2 separate regions of the Arachis hypogaea genome follow, and region 2 is linked to region 1. A link is a contact called in public Hi-C data. All regions are on one chromosome and are shown on one strand. Each heading gives the region's core, a stretch centred on a gene start, on an enhancer-like site or on the middle of the called end of the contact. The rest is flanking DNA. Distances are from core to core; before and after follow the strand shown. Region 1 holds the start of LOC112703019. Region 2 holds the start of LOC140174355.

Region 1 (2,700 bases), core at 180-2,679:
TCACCTCAAAGATAGAGGTGGTCACCACGACATGATAACAAACGTCGCAAATTTGAAAGACGAAAAAGGGATGAGTCTTGATCAGGTAAAGTCTAACAAACACTAACTCCTCTGAACACTATTAACTTAAGCATTGAAATATCTTACAAGTAACTTTTTCAGTTTAGTTTTGACGTCCGCTCAAATTAGAATCTCCAAACTCCTGATTTCATAAGCTCGTAATCACAACAAAAATACGAATATAACTGTCATTATATATTTAATGCCTTTAATAATATTTATATTTAATGTATGATTTGACAATTTCGTGAGTTAATGACTTTATTAATTTTAATAACTTAGCCGTTTAGCTAATAACGTCATTTTCTCATTGTCCAAAACACTAATCATATTTCATACCATTAGTATTTGATGACAACAAACCAAAAGTATTGTTTGGACAACATTCAGACTATTTTTTGTAGTTGTTTGTTTCTTAGCTAACTTTATTCTTTCTGTTTTATAAATAAGATAACATTTAAATATTTAAATTAAATAATGTTAAAGTGTTGTTTAATGATTTAATTTGACATTGTATATATTATGTCTAGTGTATTGAATAAAATAGATTAATAAAAAATTAATTATGATATTTGAATTAATATTTTAATATTTGTTTTATAAAAAAATAATACATATTATGTTATTTATTAATTTAATATATATATTTTTTTTACCTTTAAGTTACCATTCTTACAAATAATACATTAATTTAGTAAGATAATTAAAATTATAATTTCAGTCTTACTTTAGTTATTATTGTATTATATTATAGCTTTAATTATACTTTTATGACGTTTTGTTTGCCTATGAAACGTTAAATTTGAAAAGTTAAAAATTAATTTATCATAAATTAAAATTTTATTTGATAATTTATTTTTTATTAATAAATTATTATATATATAAAATAAAGTCAAAGTTTTGACATTTATGTAAACATATAAATGAGATAGCTGTTTGACCAATACAATCAAAGTTGATTATATGTATTTATATCATCATAGTATTCTTAAAAGTAAAGTAACAAATCCCGTAAAATGATCGCAAATCAATTAATAGCATTTCATACAAAAATATCTCATATCAATCTCATAAAGTTATTGCTTCTTAAATGCATCGTAAGTTCTAATTTCTAATTTTTAATTTTTATTTCTACTTTCCAATTTCCAATTGGGCAAGAAGTACCTTATCATGTAAAAGGGCAGCTGTCCCTTCATGCCACAACGTGGCCGTTGATGCTGATGACGCCATAGCAGCCGCTTCCCACTAAGGGACATTTTTGTCATTCCACAATCTTTGGAACACAATTTGGTTCCCACCAACTGATCACTGATCAGAAAAGCACACTACTTCTGCACTCAACCGCCCAAACGACTCAATAACGCAACCAGAAAGAAGAAGAGAGCCAACGACAAACTTGAATTTTCAATAGTGACAGCCATATTATATAGTTTTTATCTTCCAAAAACAGAAAAAAAGATATTTATTTAATGTTTTTTTAAATTCCAGTTACGTGCTGTGAGCCTGTGAGGATAGATATGCTGTGGTGGATGATGTCGGATATGTCATAGAAAGATATCCCCTTGAAAATTGTGACCATGTGATTTAGAAAAAAAAGTGATATATTTGTTATTATCTTTGGTTTCTTGTGTTTTGTTTTTTCTCTGAGCCTTTATATCCAACTTGGTTTTCTGACGGTGAGTTTTATCACTATGGAAGCGCGTCTTTGATGTGGTGCTTTGCTTTGCTTGACCTTCACGTTTTCTCTCTTTCGGTAAGTAGTTATCAAATCATAAACTCCATCATCTCATCATCAATTTAGTTTTCTGATTTAGAAATATCTCTCCCACCTTCTGTTTCTTCTCTGCATGTGTCGGATTTTGTGTTTCATGTGATTGATGTTTTGCAAAATTTGAATTTCCTGCAACTTGGTTTTCTTTCAGTGCTTTATGAGTTGTGACTATGTTTTGAAATTTGAAAGTATGATTTCATTTTCAGTGGCGGTTGTTGGAATTGCTTTCTAGGTAAAGCAATTTTTTTTGGGGTAATATGTGATATGATCTGTTTCTAACCCTGGTAGATATGATGCTTTTTAACTTAATCTGCAAGGTGGTGTATTTAATTGATGGAGTAAGTTTGGGGAAAGTGTGGCAATATAAGGAATTTGAGTTTGGAAAGAGAAAGTGAGAAACTTGGTACAAAAATGCTGTGATTTGGCTCTATTACAAGAAACTTCCTTCTGTTTCTTTTGGTGGGGCAGAGGGAGAGGGGTATGATTGGGACCCCGGATACAAATTTGTTATCTTCTTGTTAATATTTCAAATATGCTGTGTTTATTGTCATAATGTACATCTGTCTGAAGATAGATATAAGCATCTTCTATAGACTCTAGTTTTGTATGGCATTTGGCAGTTTTGTACATCTGTTTTGTTCTTGTGCTTACAAGCCCTACCTTCTTTTTGTTGGATGCTTATTATGTTGCCAGATTATAGCTTGGATTTTTTCGACTGCATTTGGAACATTATAGCTTGTTACAGTTCATTGATTTTCTTTACTAAGTCTTCAATGTGATAGAGGCTCAACTGTTACTGTGTTAGGGTTCTTTTCTTCATTCATTTGAGTAGGAAGGTTCCTTAACAAACAATATGATGTTATACATTG
Region 2 (2,700 bases), core at 166-2,665, 200 kb before region 1:
CCTTTGCCTGTTTCTAATTCATTTTGAGCAACCAAGTTTGCATTTTCAATTGCTTAAGCTTCTTGTAATTGATCATGTCTTTTTGAAGAAGCACTAACAATAGTGACAATAGAGTTTAATTGAGTAAAAAATTCATGAATTTGAAGTACCTCTCTTGAAGCTGCCACCAATGCTAATTGTAACCTATGAACAAAACAATGTACATAGTATGCTTGTGGAGAATCTTTAAGAAACAAAGCTTGCAAACCATTCCACTCACCCCGCATGTTGCTAGCACCATCATACCCTTGACCCCTAATATTTTCAACTTGGAGATTATAATGAGAAAGGACAGAAATCAATTCTTTCTTTAAAGTTGTTGCACAAGTATCAGTGACATGCACAAGATCAAAGAATCTCTCTTTAACAAAACCATCTAGAGCAACAAATCTCAAAACAATGGCCATTTACTCCTTTTTAGATTCATCTCTAGCTTCATCAACAATAATACAAAATTTGGCATCTCCAATCTCTTCTCTAATTGAATTTCTCACCTTAGTAGCAAGAATATGTAGAATTTCTTTTTGGACATCATTTGAAGTATACTTAGCATTTTTTGGAGCATTTTCCAGAACATTCTTTTTCACTCTTTCATTGTAAGATCCCAAAAATTTCAACATTTCCAAAAAGTTACCTCTATTGCTTGAACTTTGGCTTTCATCATGTCCTCTGTATGCACAACCTTGAAATGTCAACCATCTAATGCAATCTATAGATGCTCCTAGTCGAATTCGATTCTTTTCAATCTCTTCTGATGTTTGCTTATGAAGAAGTCTGTCGATATGTTGTGATTGTTTCATCAAATCATCACATGATTTCAGCGCCTTATGATGGAATGAGTTGGGACCTTTGCCAATGTGATTCAAAAGAGCACATTCTTTTCCACTATTCACTTTCTTCCAATTCCTGAAACTATTCTCAATAAAAGCATTTGAACCCGTATTGATTGAAGGTTCCTTAGCAAAAAGAAAGCACGGAAAACAATATATAGCATCATCTTCTATAGAATATTCTAACCAAGATGGGAACAATTTAAACCATGAAGCTTGAAAGCGACGATGACTTTTATCACCAGAAAATGGATAATTATCAAGAATTGGTTGATTTGGCCCAACTTTAATATAAGCCCGACGGATTTCATCTCTTTTATTTGGAGGAAACTTCCAAATTATTGGTCGCATTCCAGGATCTCTTTCTAAACGAAAAACATCCAGTTGATTTGGAAGAAGTCGTGGACGCTTTGAGCTATTCAATAGAGAACTTGAAGTAATGAAATTTGATGACCCCTCAAGTATTGGAGTAGTAATAGTAGAAGCATCTTCATTCTCTTGATCTTTTCTTTTAAAAAATGTATCAATAGTTTTGAACTTACTCATAATTCAAATGGTCAAATAAGTTCCTATAATTAAAAATATATTTAGCAAAAAGTGTAAATTACAGTCTAAATCTTTATAAAATATAAAAATTATATTTTAATTTAAAATAAAATATTAAAATTCAGAACAATAATACTAACATCCTAGTACAAATAATATAAAATTGTAATTAAATAATTAACTAATAAAAAAAACTAAATATACATACTAACATATAATAACATAAACTTAATTAACAAATAATAATAAATTAACTAATTAAGTAAATAACTAAATATATAAAAAAGAATAAAAATAGAACCTTTTTTGAGAAAGAGGAGTGAAGAATCACTTGTTGAACTACTATCTTTTTTTTTTAATCTGCAAAAAATAAAAAAAATAAGAGTCAAAGAGGTAAAAGATAAGAAGATTAAAGAGATAAAAAAGAAGAAGAATAGGAAAAGTTGTTACCTGAAATTTTGGAAAGTGAAGGAGGGAAAGGGAAGAGAGAGAGACTGGCGCTGGGAATTAAGATTTAGGAAATAAAAATAGGGGATGACCGGATGGGAAGAAAACTGGTTATATACTGGAAAATTAAAAAAGGGGATGGGGAATGAGTTATTGGGCTATTTGTAGAAATTAAAATGGGCCAAGAGAGCTGGAAAAATTATGAAATAAAAAGGGAGGGGGCTGGGAAATAAAGAAAACGGGGAGTAGAGTTTTTTTTTTTTTAAATAAAACTAAAATTTTGGGGGGGGGGGGCATTGCCCCTTTTTTTATATGTACCTGCGCCCCTGACTATAACTAAGTACATATCTGTCTTGGTGCGTATTTGGTGCGGCTGCATGGTGGAGTTGGAGCACCAATAGGAGAATAACATGAATTCGAAAGATCAGAAAGGAGAATTACAAGGAAAAAAGACTGCAACTCGAGTTTTTTCAATGCCTGAGGATATAGTTGAATGGTTCATGAGAGGTGCTTGCAGAAATTACTCTAGTGTTGAACAGACAAGACTGCAAAAGAAGGAGAAAGATATGTTTTATTTAGTGGAAGGAAGACATTGAGGCTGCACTTTTAACATTTTTCAATGAAAAGGAGGAAAACATTGAATGAAATGAGAGGTGATTATAAATGATGCTGATGATAGAAGTGGGTGGCTTGATAGAGAAGTGAGAGGAGTAGAGCAGTATGTACAATTGGATTGGTCTGAGACGGTAGCATGGAAGATTTTTTTTCTATAATTTTATTTTTGTTCAAGGTAATTTGGTCAAAAAAATAAGATTAAAGTAGGAAAGAACTATTTTAA

What was found. A called contact is a pair of places that touch in the nucleus more often than the background predicts.
Region 2: a contact with region 1 is called in a Hi-C map of leaf, with 4 times the contacts expected there. The contact joins the promoter of LOC140174355 here to the promoter of LOC112703019 in region 1. A contact is called at or near these places in 2 of 8 Hi-C or Micro-C datasets (both in leaf).

What each region holds. Positions count from the first base shown.
Region 1 is chr7:48,429,290-48,431,989 of arahy.Tifrunner.gnm2.J5K5, reverse strand. It overlaps LOC112703019, which reads left to right and starts at 1,429. Exons shown (of 14, transcript XM_072199463.1): 1 at 1,429-1,813. It overlaps LOC140174483 (a long non-coding RNA gene), which reads right to left and starts at 1,687. Exons shown (of 2, transcript XR_011863996.1): 1 at 1,225-1,687.
Region 2 is chr7:48,629,107-48,631,806 of arahy.Tifrunner.gnm2.J5K5, reverse strand. LOC140174355 reads right to left here and starts at 1,415. Exons shown (of 1, transcript XM_072198800.1): 1 at 447-1,415. The coding sequence starts at 1,415. The coding sequence ends at 447. It overlaps LOC140174356, which reads right to left and starts at 446. Exons shown (of 1, transcript XM_072198802.1): 1 at 54-446. The coding sequence starts at 446. The coding sequence ends at 54.